2 separate regions of the Sus scrofa genome follow, and region 2 is linked to region 1. Evidence: chromatin contacts called from public HiChIP or PLAC-seq data. All regions are on one chromosome and are shown on one strand. The core of a region is the stretch at or near the end of the contact, and the rest is flanking DNA. Distances in the headings are between cores, read along the strand shown. Region 1 has its middle 170 kb from the start of LNX1. Region 2 holds the start of PDGFRA (platelet-derived growth factor receptor alpha).

The links. HiChIP or PLAC-seq counts read pairs in DNA pulled down with a chosen protein or histone mark.
Region 2: an H3K27ac HiChIP or PLAC-seq map of skeletal muscle shows a contact between it and region 1, with 13 times the contacts expected there. The contact joins two enhancer-like sites. A contact is called at or near these places in 6 of 47 Hi-C or Micro-C datasets (adipocytes, embryonic fibroblasts, fibroblasts and 2 more) and 1 of 2 datasets of contacts at active chromatin or transcription factors (skeletal muscle).

The regions. Positions count from the first base shown.
Region 1 is chr8:40,640,693-40,648,314 of Sscrofa11.1, reverse strand. No RefSeq gene overlaps it. Among named protein-coding and RNA genes, the nearest start is that of LNX1, 170 kb to the right of the region's middle. Within about 2 kb of position 3,549, at least 15 of the 83 cell types and tissues checked have an H3K27ac peak or open chromatin away from gene starts, as enhancers often do.
Region 2 is chr8:40,959,359-40,966,980 of Sscrofa11.1, reverse strand. PDGFRA (platelet-derived growth factor receptor alpha) reads right to left here and starts at 413. Exons shown (of 24, transcript NM_001315756.1): 1 at 300-413. It also overlaps the pseudogene LOC100739256. Within about 2 kb of position 3,585, at least 16 of the 83 cell types and tissues checked have an H3K27ac peak or open chromatin away from gene starts, as enhancers often do.

The sequences.
Region 1 (7,622 bases), core at 2,300-4,799:
CTTTTCTCCACTGAGTATTATATTTGCTATGGGTTTGTCATAAATAGCTTTTATTATGTTAAGGTATATTCCCTCTATGTACTTTGGTAAGAATTTTTATCATGAATGGATGTTGGGCCTTGTCAAATGCTTTTTCTGCATCTATTGAGATGATAATGTGGTTTTTGACTTTTGTTAATGTGGTATTTGATGTTGATTGATTTGTGTATGTTGAACCATTATTGTGAACCTGGGATGAATCCCACTAGGTCATGGTGTATGATCTTTTTTATATGTTGTTGGATTTGGTTGGCTAGAATTTTTGAGAATTTTTGCATCTATATTCATCAAAGACGTTGGTCTATAATTTTCTTTTTTGGTAGTATCTTTGTCTGGTTTTGGCATTAGGGTGATGGTGGCATCATAGAATGTCTGGGAGTGTTCCTTATTCTTCAACCTTTTGGAAAAGTTTAAGGAGGATGGGTATAAGTTCCTCTTCATATGTTTGGTAGAATTCACTTGTGAAGCCATCTGGGCCTGGACTTTCGTTTGTAGGGAGTGTTTTTATTATATATTCAATTTCATTTCTAGTGATGGGTCTGTTCAGTTGATCTATTTCTTCTTGATTCAGTTTTGTGGGCTCTAAGTCTCTAGAAAGCCGTCTATTTCTTCTAGGTTGTCAAATTTGTTGGCATATAATTGTTCATAGTATAGGAAATATATTTTAACATTAAATGAGTAGTAAAATGTGCATAAGAGAAGGAGTAATGAAAGATATGATTCATCAAAAAAAAAGTCAGGAAAAGAGAGAAAAAGAAATATGGGTTACATATAAAATAAATGGTAGGATGGTCAATAAAAACTCTAGTATATCATTAACTGCACTAAATATAAGAGGACTAAATATTCTAATTAAATCAAGTGACATTGTTTTAGTAGTCAGATGGCAGGCAGTGATATTGTAGGTTGGAATATAGTGACTCAAATCTTGCAGTGGCAAACACATTTATCAAAGCTGTACTTGAGCTCATGTGGCAGGAAGACAGATTCTATAACTTCATGGGAAAATTTTGGAAGATAGAATGTTAATAGTGTGTGCTGTTTGTGGCTGGATGTATTATTAGAAGAAAGAGATGAGTTTGGACAAAGATTTGATGATTTGAAAGAATAAATAAAAAGGGATATAAGGAGTCTAGATATTTGGGTACTGAAAGGTTTAAAAGGCCATCTGTTTCACAACCCCAAATAGTAGGAAATAAGACGGAGAAGTCTTTTAAACAACAATGGCTTGTTATGGTTGCAGGTTTATAGCAAAGATCACATTATATGGGTTTTCTATATAAGCCAGATGGCCTGAAGTTGGTTGCCATTAAGTCAAGAGAGAATCATGAGGGCAAGAGAACAAAGAAATGTATCAGGCTTTAGAATTATATCTCAGAACTGACACTTGAAGTTGACAGGAAGCAGACAGATAAGAAACATACTGTATTTTTAAGGAAATTTTATTACCAAAGAAATATCAATAAAGAACCATGAAACTGGACTGAAAAAGCATTTTTCCTACTTGAGAAAAGCCTTTCCTTTCCCCATTTTAAAAATAATATTTGGGGAATTCCTGTTGTGTTTCAGCTGTAATGAACCCAACCAGGATCCATGAGGACATGGGTTCAATCCCTGGCCTTGCTCGGTGGGTTAAGGATCTGGCATTGCTGTGAGCTGTGGTATAGGTCACAGACGTGGCTTGGATCTGGCGTTGCTGTTGTTGTGGTGTAGGCTGGCAGCTACAGCTCTGATTTGACATCTAGCCTGGGAACTTCCATATGGCATGGGTCCAGCCCTAAAAAGATGAATAAATAAATAATAACAGTATTTGGGCCCTACAATTTGTACATGCAGGGACAAGTTTTCATGGCTGGGAAATTCCTTAAAGGGCATTTTTTCTAATGCTCACTTCAGATACAGCCAATGAGGTCATGACGAACATGGAAGAATGTCCCAGAGGATGGAGCCATGAATTATGGAGAATAATAGACCTCTGTCTAATATGCTCATAGGGAGGAAAATCAGGGTCTAATCAAGATAACTATTCTGTCTTCAGAACAGAGATTTTTATATATCTGTCCAGTGAAATTTCATCATTACTATGGCATATTTATGCTGTGTATTCCTCATGATTTTTTTTGTGAGGAGAAGTTTTCATTGTGGTTACTCTGTCTCTACTCCCCACTGTGTAGTTTTATGTGAGCATGTGTGAGATATTTTGATCCCAGGGGGTTGGATCACACCTGGATGTGATTGCTAGACAACAGAGAGGAGTCTGCATCCTCTGGAGGTCCTGGACATTGCAGTGATTTGATGGGGCTTTGGGTTGTCTCAATGTGGAGGAAAACTATTTGTTGTTGATGTGAGAGGAAAAGTGAGATGGATATTTGGTGACTTAAATGTTGGACAGTGGCAGAGAATGGTTTGTGTTCACCAAACCATGAGTTTCCTCCACTTCCTGAGCCCACAGCTGGAAAGATCCCTTGTCCAGCTTTCTGTGTAGTTACACGAGGCTAAGTGCCCAAGTTCTGTGGGTATTAGTGCTTTATGCCACTTCTAGTTCTGGCCCGTAGAAACCTCACGTGGTCTTCCATCTTCTCTCTTCATCTGTAAGCTGATTGGAGGTCAATGCCTAGGGGGACTTTGGAAGACATATTGATGGTAGAGCCTCCATCAACCTGGGTCCCTGAATGACTGCATGGAGCCTCCCTATCACCCACCCCTACCCGCTGGCCTTTACAAACTTCTGTTGTATTAAGTTGAAGACCTTTTCGGGTTTATCTCTTTCAGCAGCTGCCAGCGTTTCCTTCAAGTTACCCACTACATTTTTTGACACCCCTTAATTTGTGTTACACATCAGTGGTAGAGAGAGCAAAGAATGAGCTTTGACTCTGGGCAGTCAATAGTATGGAAAAAGTGGATTACCTTGCCAGTTTGGACACCCCAGAGAATTGAAAGAGGCAAAGCATATGGTCATGGATCCCACTCTAGCCATTGGGTGGAGAGACATTTTACGATCCCCTTTCTGAGCCACCCCCCACAGCCTTAAAATTCTTTGTACAATTCCAGTCATTGAAGTGGTGGCCAGGATTGTGGAGAGAACCTCCCCTTAATGGCATTCAGAAGCTTTATTCTTCAGTGGATATGCTTACAACAAACCCCTCAAACCCCTCTTAGAACAGTTTTCAGCAAATGGGGTCAACCAATTTTTCCATGGAGCGCAAATCCTGGAAATGTCTGACTAACTCTAGCATCATGTCTTAAGGGGGTAAAATAGTTTTGCTATCTGGCCCCAGGAATGTAGGCGTCCTAATTTGAAGTAATAGGAGTGTTTTTGTGTGTTTTTATGTTTTTCTTGGTCAGCTCTACAGTCATCTCATTCTGCAGCCAGAAGCAATTTGTTTCTCTGAAACCATCCAGCTTACACGTTTTGCTTTCCAACCAGGAAGGGCGTTGCGGGGAACAGTCCTGTCTGACACAGCCTGATTCATGATTGCGTTAGGGAAATAGTTTCTTGTCATCCTATTAGAATATGAATTTGGCAGTTCAGTTTGCATAAGAACAGTGAAGAATAACGGTGTTGTTGAGCCTGTGTGTGACTCTGTGTGTCTGTCTTTTATTACGCCACGAGACAAAAAAAATATAAGCAGATGCTCAGGGCCGTGGAGCACATAAGCTTTGTCATGAAAACGGGAAGCAGGTTTTCTCGGAAGGCTGAGTATAGGCCCCATTAAACAGTTTTGAATCTCATGATCTATTTAGGAAGTCTGATAGGAGAAAGCATAATCCCAACTGGCTGACTCAACTATAGAAGGGCCGGCAATATGAGGTTGTACTTGATTTTTGTTGGTGAGAGGGAGCCCTCCACCCCTTCTATTTAAAAATTTTTTTTCCCTCTTTTTAGGGCCACACCTGTGACACATGGAAGTTCCCAGGCTAGGGGTCAAATCAGAGCTGCATCTGCCTGTCTATGCTACAACCACAGCAACGCCAGATCCGATCCTCGTTTGCAGCCTATACCGTAGCTCGCAGCAATGCCACATCTTTAAACCCATTGAGCAATGCCAGGAATAGAACCTACTAACTAGTTGGGTTCTTAACCTGCTGAGCTACAACGGGAACTCCTGACCCATACTTCCTAAATGTTTGAGGAAGATAACTTCAGAGAGCTGGTCTCTGAATTGTATTATGCCATTCATCTGAGAGATTCAGGAAGGAGAATTTGTGATTTGGGAATCTGGCAATGGAATCTTACCGCTGCACTTTGCGACAAGGCTGAGATTGATCCAGTGGCGAATCCTTTCATTCACCAGGTATTTTCTGAGCAACTGCCCTGGGAAGGCTCTAAGACAACCCTGGGGATATGGTGCAGAGCAATGCAGAGAGCTTCAGCCCCCGTGGAGTTTATAGCCCCATGGGGGGGTTGGTGGTGGTGGTGGGGGAAATGGATCAATACAGAGACTCAGTCACAGGGAAGTGTAGGGAACGCTGTGAGATGGGTAGTCTATTTGCTAAGGGAGGCCAGAGAAGGGTCAGCCAACCCAGCTTTGTGGAAGGGTCGGGGAAGGCTTCTTGGAAGAAGTGATGTCTAGACTGTGACATAAGAGATGAGGGGGAAGGAGCTAAGCCTAGGGCTGGGGTCAGGGTCCCTGGTCAGGGAAATTTGGTGAGGGAAGGGAATGTGCCAGAGAGTTGTAAATAGAGGGGATCTTAGAGTAAATTGGAGGAATTGCAAGAAAGTAGCAAATGACTAAATTTGAATATGTGAGGCAGGAAATTTTGAAATGTGAGTGAGCACAGGAGTTGGAGCTTGCTGAGCCTTGTGGAATATTTTTAAAGAGGCTGGACTTTATTTCATGAGAGAGGAGAGTTATTGAACAAGCCTAAAAATAGCTTGACTTCTTAATTCAATTGCTGCACAATTCCTGTTTCTGCAGAGGAGTAAGAAAGAGGGAGGTAGAGCCAAGTTAGCCTCGTCAGATGCACAGAATGGGGAGCTGGAGGTGGCAGTGTCAGCAGGAGAGCTCTGGGCTTACAGGTCCTCAGGACGGGGCTGCTGGAATGTCTTTCTTCCAGCCTCTGCCATGGGCCAATTTTGTCCCATTTCCCCACAGATATTCTTTCTAGGCATCTAACCCACTCTAAGTGATCTGTGCTGGTGTTCCTATGCGAATCAGTAGAAATGAATCCTACTAGCATCCATGAGGATGTAGGTTCAATTCCTGGTCTTGCTTAGTGGGTTAAGAATCTGGCATTGCTGTGAGTTGTGGTGTAGGTTGCAGACATGGCTCAGATCCTGCATGGTAGTGACTGTGGCATAGGCAGACAGCTGTAGCTCTGATTCGACCCCTAGCCTGGGAACCTCCATATGCTACAGATGTGGCCCTAAAAAGCAAAAAAAAAATTTATCTGTGCTAACAAGGTGGAGATGAGGAGTAAATACTGCACAGGGGTAGGCAATCCTAAACCATCCAACAGATTTTGGAATGTGACCACATGAATAAGCATATATGTGAGCATGCGCACATATCTTCTCCTACTCACCTGGGTGTGTACTCTTTTCTTATTTTTTTATTGAAATATAGTTGATTTACAATGTTGTGCTGGTTTCAAGTATATAGCCAAATGATTGTTTTATATTTATAAAAATATATTTATATTTATATTCTCTTCCATTATAGGTTATTACAAGATAGTCAGTGTAGTTCCCTGTGCTATATAGTGACTCCTTGTTTATCTGTTTTATATGTAGTAGAGTGTATATGTTAATCCCAAACTCCTAATTTATCCCTTCCTCTATTCCCTTGGTAATCACAAATTTGTTTTCCGTGTCTGCGAGTCTATTTCTCTTTTGTAAATAAGTTCATTTGTATCATTTCTTTAAGATTCCATTTGTAGCATTTTAAAGATTTTGGTGATAAGTGATAACATATGATCTTTGTCTTTTTCTGACTTTCTTCACTTAGTATGATAATTTCTAGGTCCACTCAGATTGCAGCAAATGGCATTATTTCATTCTTTTTTATGGCCGAATAGTATTCCATTGTATATATGTACCACATCTTTATTTATTCATCTGTCAGTGGACACTTAGATTGCTTCCATGTCTTGGCTATTGTAAATAGTGCTGCTATTAACATTGAGGTACATGTATCTTTTTAAATTATGGTTTTCTCTGGCTATATGCCCAAGAGTAGGATTGTAGGATCATACGGTAACTCTATATTTCAGTTTTTAAGACTCCTCCATACTGTTCTCTGTAGTTGTTGTACCAGGTTACATTCCCACCAACAGTGTAAGAGGGTTCCCTTTTCTCTACACCCTCTCCAGCATTTTGAAGACTTTTTGATGAGAGCCATTTTGACCAAGGTGAGGTAATGCCTCATTGTAGTTTTGGTTTGCTTTTCTCTAATACTTAGTAACATTGAGCTTCTTTTCATGTGCCTTTTGGCCATCTGTATGCCTTTTTTGGAGAAAGCTCTATTTTGATCTGCCCATTTCTTTTTTTGATTGGGTTATTTGTGGGGTTTTTTTTTGATATTGAGCTATATGAGCTATTTGTATATTTTGGAGATTAATCCCTTCTTGGTCACACTGTTTACAAATATTACAGACCAATATCACTGATAAGCATAAATGCAAAAAACTTCAACAAAATGCTAGCAAACTGACTCCAGCAATACATTAAGGAGATCATACACCTTGATCAAGTAGGATTTATCCCAGGGATGTAAGGATTCAGTATCCACAAATCAATCAGTGTGATACATCACATTAGCAAATTGAAGAATAAAACCATATGACCATTGCAATAGATGCAGAAAAAGCTTTTGATAAAATTGAACATCCATTTGTGATAAAAAACTCTCTAGAAAGTGGGCATAGAGGGATTCTACCTCAACACAATAAAGGCCATATATAGCAAATCCACAGCTAAAATTATACTCAATGGTAAAAAGCTGAAAGCATTTTCCTCTAAGAATCATGAACAAGACAGAGATGTCTGCCCTCACCACTTTTAATCAATATAGATCTGGAAGTCCTAGCCACAGCAATCAGAGAAGAAAAAGAAATAAAAGGAACCCAAATTGGGAAAGAATATGTAAATCTGTTACTCTTTGCAGATGACATGATACTATACATAGAAAACCGAAAAGATGGTACCTGAAAACTACTAGAGATAATCAATGAATTTGGTAAAGTTTCAGTATACAAAATTAGTACACAGAAGTCTATTATATTTCTATACACAAACAATGAAAGAGCAGAAAGAGAAATTAAGGGAACAATCCCATTTGCTTTTGCATCAAAAAGAATAAAATACCTTGGAATAAATCTACCTAAGGAGGCAAAAACTCCAAAAACTCTAAGATGCTGATGAAAGAAATTGAAGGTGACACAAACACATGGAAGGATGTACTCTGTTCTTGGATTGGAAGAATCAATATTGTCAAAATGACTATACTACCCAAGAAAATCTACAGAGTCAACACAATCCCTATGAAGTTATCATGGCATTTTTCACAGAACTAGAACAAAAAATTTTTAAATTTGGAGTTCCTGTCATGGCACAGCAGAAACGAATTTGACTAGGAACCATG
Region 2 (7,622 bases), core at 2,336-4,835, 320 kb before region 1:
AATTTCTTTGGAAGGCCAGAGAGTTGTTAGAAAAACAACTTTTGCTTTTAAAAATAGGTCTGGAAAATGTGTTTTGTTTTGTTTTGTTTTTAATCCCTAGACTTTCGAACTCTATGGTTATCTTCCCTCCAAGTGAAGTTTATTCAAAATAAATTACTCTCTGGACACACAATTGGAATTCGACTCCAATTTTTTTTTCCTCATCGCCCAAGGTTTGAGTGAAGTTATTCACTTCTAGCCCAAAGAGCCTGATCAGGGACTTCTCTTGGAAACAAAAAATTCTTTTTCTCCTCCCTTACCTTCTCCTCCTATGTCAATTCGCAATGAAAATCCTACACATGGAGCAAAAAGTATGTCCACGGCCTTCAGTTTTGTCCTGGAGTCCCCTTCTCTGTTTCTCTCCCTCTAGCTCCAACTGTAATGGGCTCAAAAGCCGCGTTTTGTAATTGATTCAATGTTATAGTCCATCCTTCTAAAACTAATCATTTGCTCTAAGTAAATAGCTGTCAGGAAATGAAGCCCCCCCCTCCCCTTGGCCTCTTCAAAATAAAAGTTTCTCTCGAACTCCGTGCGCTCAGAATCTTCCAGCCTCCAGATTGTGCCTTGGCTTTTCGCTTTTACTCAATCAGGGGGTCCAGCCCCAATCCCCAGACTTCGACAACAACTGGGGGGCGGGGAGAAGCAGACCAGATGGGGTGGGGTGGTGGAAGGGGGAGGTGTTGACGGTCTGCCGGGAAAGAGGTTCGTGAAAATACACACTGCCCATCATTTCCAGAATGAGTTTGCCTCCAGATTTGAGGGATATTTTCTTACGCTGCTATGTTGCTTTGTATTGCCTTCGAAAGGAAGAAAAAGTACACGTAAAATAGCAGTTAATGCTCAGAGAGAATATAAATCTGGAATCAAGAAGTGTCCCTTCTGGAGAAATTCCTAGCCCAACAATAAATGGGGCCATCAGGAGAGGTTTCCAAGCGGTTGTGTGATTTTGAACCTGGGGTCTTTCAGGGAAAGTGCCGTGCGGTTGCTAATCCTTTAATGGGATTAGGCAAACTGTTGAGTCTAATATGAAGATGATGGGTGTTTTGGGGGTTTGTGCGTGTGTGTGTGTGTGTGCGCGCGCGTGTGCGTGTGTGTGTTTAAACGGGTATGAAGGAGGGTACAAAGAGTCGAGGGTCTGCGTAGGTTTGGAACGTTCTCCGACAGAACGACCTTTACTCCCTCGGCGCACTTATCTTGTCATGTCTTTGTTTTCATGGTTATCTGGGCGAGGTTGTCCTGGCTTCTATCACGCACACAAAAAGGCTCAAGCTTGAGCGTTTGGAGAATCGTCTACAGCCAGCCTGCCACCTCTGCGTTCAAGGGGGGAGGGTGCAATTTGACTCCCCCAGCGCTCCCTCCTGCCTTGTGGGTAGGACGGTACCAATGCCCTAGGGTTGAGAGCAGAGCCCCAAATTATGGGGCGGGGAGCGAGGCAAGGGAAGGCACCGAGAGCGAGCGATCCTGCTCGCGAAGGAAAGGGGGCGCTGACGCTCCAGGAACCAGACCTGGATGGAGTGGGGCTTCCGAGCCGGGGCGGGGGGGAGGGGAACACACTCACCTTCCCCGCCTTCTCTAATTTTGAATTTTCTTGTTGGGTAAAGGGACTCATCCTTTATCTCTACTCCCCTGATCTCCCTCTTCCACCCACCCCCGCTTCTGAGAATGGCTAGGGCAGCCTGGTTCAGACTGGGACGTGAGACAGCCATCACCTCCCTCATCAGGAGGGTGAATAGCAGCCTTCGGGAATGGTCACAGAAAAGTACTGTAAGGGGTGCTGTGTTGAACTGGGACCGGTTCCTGGGGGGGTCAGGCTCGGGAAGACGGCATGAGGCTGGGCTTGGGGCCTCATACCCCCAGCCCTTCTGCTCAACCGCCTCTCGTGCATCTTCAGTCCGGGTGACTGCGCTGCTCACTATTACTTCCACATGTTCCTTCAGGAAATCATTGAAGGCGAATGTATGAACAGCCCCTTGTTCGGAATGCTAACAGGATACCGTAATGTTTGTAGATAACGAACGGGGGACTAAAGCCCCCCCCCCCAAATCCGATTGCGGAATAATATGGGAAAAGCGGCTGCCGACTTTAAGCTATTAATAAAGTCAGGCTGAGATCTAAGTTTTTATACCAAGTGCCCAAAAGGGTAGAAGGCGAGGCGAGCCTACCCAGGAAGGCCTGCTTTGCCGCTGCTAAACTGCCAGCCCGGTCACGCCGGGGTCTCCTGAACGCAGGGCCCCAGCGCTCCGCGCCCGCAAATGGTAACTTCACAGTTCATTTCAGAGTCGCTTAAAGGGGCTCGGATAGCGGACTGGGCGCTGGGGGAAAGCGGGGGGGGGGGGGTTCGGCCGTAATTCCTCCGAGTTTAAAAGCAGAGAGAATGGATGAGCAAGTGAGCACCCAGTTGTCCTTCTGGTAGTAATTACCTGCCTAATTTGAATGATGCCTTTGTTATGATCATTAACAAACATTTGCTAAAGGTTTCCATGTGTGACATTCCAGAAGGTTTAAAGGCCTGGGGAGTAGACTCCCGGGAACTGAGCACCGGTGGGGGGTGGCGCAGGGAAGCAAATGGTTGGGGGAAGATTTCGCAGAGTCTGGCCCGAGCAAAGATGGAGAGAGGTCAACAGCTGCCTCGCCTGCAAAAGCAAAATAAACCCAGTGGTCAGAAGCAACCTCGGGGCCGCAGGCCCTGGAAAAGAGGCGGTCTGTTCCTTAAAACGAGTCCTGCCCACCCGCCACTCCCACTACTCATAGGCGGGTTTGAATCCTGCTGTCCGCCCTCCGCCGCCCGGCCGAAGCTTGGAGAGGTTTGGTCTGCTCGCAACAGTCCGCCCTGGGCGTCGCGGGGAGGTGGGGCGAGCAGAGTTTCGATCTCCTGGTGTTGTTCTAAGATCCTTCCAGATTGCTCCCCCGACGCCCGGGATCCTGGGTGGTCCTGGAGCCGCAAGAAGCGCCTCCTGGCCGAGGCGGACTGAGGGGTCTCGTTGGCTTCTGCCCGGTGCATCTCTGGGGACCAGGCCACCCTGTGCGCCCCGAAGAGTAACCTTCGCCGGCCTGGGCAGCTGGACCTAGGTGTCAGCCTGTACCCTGATTTTGATTTTCAAATTGTTGTGTTTTTCCGTGAAGGGATCATCACGGGGTTAAGAATGAGGGTTTTCTCCCCAAACCGGGAGTCGAGGCGGCTTCGATCCTCTGGGACGGAGGCCCAACTGGAGAGCTGAGTCCGGCGCGCACCTTTGGGGAGCGCAGTGGCTCTGGCGTTGTCTTGCGCATCTAGGCCCACGGGCGACAAGGAAATTGGGGACAAGGGTGTAAAGAGATGTAGTAGAGCCAGAGAGCCCCGCAAAGTTTTTTTACAACCAAATCAAAACGGTCACTAAAAACAACAACAACAACAAAATACCCCCCTCCCCTGCCTCCCGGGGCCCCCGTTTTCGGCCCCCACCCCACTCCTGGGTGATCGTAGCTGCAGCTCCTGGCGGCACCACACCTTCGGCCTCCGGGGGCGTTTCCAGCGGAGTTGGCTTTTTGTTTCTCCCCTACTCCTCCCCTGCGCTCCAGCTCCACCCCCCAATTCTTCTTTCCTTGGAGAATTCAGAAGGTCCTTGGGCTTGAGAAGACCTAGGATTGCAGCCGTTGCCAAAGCCGTTAGTTGCCAAAGTCACATTTAAACCAACTTGCGATGGTTTTTTTTCAAATGAAGTTGATGGGGTGGGGCTACGTTTCTAGCTCCCTAAACTGAAAATGAAGGGCCATTTGGTGGTTGGGGGGCCGGGGGGGGGGGAAGAGAGCGCTAAGTGTCCCCTTTCCCACTCCCCTTCAATTCTCGACTGAGCCTGAAAGGGACGCCTCCCTGGGCCCAGCAAAGGGCCTTTCATAGGGAAGGCTCGGAGGAGGCTTGTGGATGTGGCGCACAGATGTGGGGTCCCTGCGGGGAGGCCGGCGTGGACCCCGCCCTTGCCTTGGGTCTGTCCCAGCTGAGGTTTGGAAGCTTGCTCCGAGCCTCCAGCACACTCAGAAAGCAGAGGGGCCCCAGTCTTAGAAAAAGGAGGGAGGGAGTTCCCGTCCTGGCTCAGTGGAGACACATTGGACTAGGAACCATGAGGTTGTGGGTTCGATCCCTGCTGTGGTGTAGGCCGGCAGCTGTAGCTCTAGTTTGACCCCTAGCCCAGGAACCTTCATATGCTGAAGGGTGCGGCCCTAAAAAGAAAAAAAAAAAAAAGAAAGAAAGAAAGAAAGAAAAAGGAGAGGAAACAGTTCTCCGAAAGGGTCCCAAACTAGCCTGTGTACCTTGGGGTGACGGTTCTCTCCAGGACCCGGGGCACCCCTCCTCTTCCACAGGTTGCTGGCCAGCTCAGGGTGCAGTTGGGCTCCTCCAGGCTCTTTCTCCAGAGAGTTGGCTCCAGAGAGAAGAGGAAGCAGTTCCCCCTTGGCTGGAGACCAGAGGCGCCCTCTCCTAGGGTCCTTCACATCTCAGCCTGCTTACCGGCCTGGGGACCACAGACAGTGAGCTGTGTTTCCAGCCCAGCCCAGCCCAGCCCACAGGGGGCCTCCTGCTCAGAGCTGGGAAAGATGAGGTCGCACTGGACCCCCGCTGGATCTGGATTTTTTTGGATACTCTTTCCTAGGAGAGGGCCCCACTTCCTCAATCTAGGGATGCTTTTGTGTCTCCCACCCCTCTCTCTCTCTCTCTCTCTCTCTCTCTCTCTTAGGTCTTAGCTTTTAGTTACTTTTAATTTGAAAACCACATGAGGGGAGCAAGGGGAGGGGGAGGGAAGGAGGAGGTTGGGAGGTCTGCTCTTTATTAGGGGCCTCAGCATCCAGCTTTCCAACACACAGCTGTGGCTTGGGAGGGGCGGGAGGGCTGGCTCTGTTTAGGTCAGCTTGACTGAAGAAAGGACCTTGTCCTCGGGAAGTCTCAGGAGTACAGCAAGGCCCAGTGATTTAAAAAAAAAAAAAATTCGGCAGAAAAGTTGTGAAATGGAAAACCAGTGGAACCACGGTTCCACAACTACATTAATTATAGTACATCAGTTTGCATGTGAGCCACATTAATTAATCACAGTATTATTTTATTTAATCCCCAAGACAACCCTGTGGGTTGTGCGTAATTACCCCCATTTAACGGAGGACCAAATAAAGTCCGAAGGGTTAAGCAATTTGCCTACAGCAGTGCCAGAATCTGCCTAACCATGTCCTGGTTCCAGTTACAGTGTGGCCCAGTCAAGACATGACATGTCTTTGAGCCTCAGTCTTCTCATCTGTATGAATGGGCATAATGTCTGCATTGCATCCCCAGACTGTTGTGAAGCTTAAATGTGGTGAGGTATAAGAAGCCCAAGAAGGACTAGAAAAATTTCATCTTTCTCTTCTTTCTTCAGGCTTTTCCAGAGGCATAGTCACGGTCACACACATTCCCATTTCCTTGCTTCCCTTGGTTTGGCCCCAATGACTAGGGAAGAGCCAGTCCAGTTTTCTAGCTCATTTTCTCAATTCAGGGTGAGGCAGGGGCATCTTGGTTCCTAGTTATTCCCCCCAATGTCTCAGACCCTCTCAAAAAAATGGGCCATAGGCAGGAAGATGGGGCGAGCCAGGAAGGACGAGACAAAGTGACTGAAATAAGAAGACACACCTTACAGATCAACCAGAGAGTTTGTAAGGATGCCAGGAAGAAGAGAAGCTGAGGCCTCGGCCTCAGAGAACCCTTGTGGGGTTGTACACTGGATTGCAGGACTTTAAGAGGATGTACTTGGTTTAGTTTTGGTGTTGTTTTGCTTTTTTAGAGCTGCACCCGTGGCAAATGGAGATTCCCAGGCTAGGGGTCCAATCGGAGCTATAGCTGCCAGCCTACACCACAGTCACAGCAACACAGGATCTGAGCCATGTCTGTGACCTACACCACAGCTCAGGGCAACGCCAGATCCTTAACCCACTGAGCGAGGCCAGGGATCGAACCTGCATCTTCACTGAGCCACAACGGGAACTCCCCTTAAGGCCTTCTTAAGGCGGACGCCTTCTCTGTGAACCTGAGGGGAATAAAGATCTAGTTCAGGAAGAATCTCCTGTGCACAGGTTTGGCTATGAGAGAAAACGAGTCTTCAGCAGTGAAAGGAGTTTGCAGGGACTGAAACGAGGAAAGTTCCAGACAGGGAGAAGCAAGAAGGAGGCCAGATCTGCTGCCCTGCCTGGCCATGCTAAGAGTCTGGATTTAGGGAATTCCCACTGTGGCTCAGCAATAACTAGTATTCCAACTAGTATCCATGAGGATGAGGGTTCCATCTGTGACCTCACTCAGTGGGTTAAGGATCCGGCATTGCCAAGAGTTGGATAGGTGTAGGTCACAGATGCGGCTTGGATCTGGCATTTATATGGCTGTGGCGTAGGCTGGCAGCTGCCGCTTTGATTCGACCCCTAGCTTGAGAACTTCCATATTCCCTAAAAAGACCAAAAAAAAAAAAAAAAAGTCTGGACTTAGTTCTCTGGAGGTGCTAGAATCAAAGCAAGGAGAAGCAGGGCTGGAGCAGAGTTGAATTTTAGGCAAGATTAGCCTGGATGATGCCGGGAGGCAGGGAGGCTGCCTCTTGGATCTGCAAGAGCGGGTACATCCCTGGCCCCAGGGGCTGAGGGCAGACAGTTTGGAGAAAGTGAACCAGAGAGAGAGAGAGAGAGAGAGAAGTTGAATGAGAGCTATAAGGAAGAGTGGAGTCCTGGGCTTAGGCCCTGGCTGGTGCTCTTGACTAAGTTTGGGGACAAAAGGAACACAAATTTGAGAAGGAAAATGAACTTAACCATGATAAACTCAGGAAAAAAACGAGAAGAAAATCCAGAACAGAACCTTGAGTAACTCCAGCATTTTCCAGTGGGCAGAGAAGACCCTTGAGAAACAGATAAGAATACTTATCTCCTGAATATTCTGTTATTTATTGTCTTTTTAAAAATTTTTATTTATTTATTTATTTTGTCTTTTTAGAGCCTCACCCATGGCATATGGAGGTTCCCAGGCTAGAGGTCTAATCAGAGCTGTTGCTGCCAGCCTACACCACAGACACAGCAATGCCAGATCTGAGCCGCCGTGTCTGCGATCTACACCACAGCTCATGGCAACACCGGATCCTTAACCCAATGGGCGAGGCCATGGATCGAACCCACAACCTCATGGTTCCTAGTCAGATTCGATTCCACTATGCCACGATGGGCACTCCCTGAATATTCTGTTACTGTCTCTGAATCCATACAGTGGGCTCTGGTTGAATTTAAAGAGCACTTACCATCTAAGTTCAACATTAAAATTTATGGCCAGACATCTGCTGATTTTCTATTTACGAGTCATATAAACATTCTATGAAAACATGAGAGCCTTAATTATTATATCACTGGCAGTATCCAATTATTTTTTCCTCATTCATACTCTTAAATATAAATTTGTGTCCACATTTGGATTTTGGATCACCCAAAGACTCAAGCAAGGCTGAAGCCTGATCCTTGTCCTAAGGATACTTTGTACTAGCTGTGTATCCCCACCTCCAGTCTTTGGCATGCATTGGAGAAATTAAGACAGGGCTCACTTTTAGGGGAAAAAAATGTTA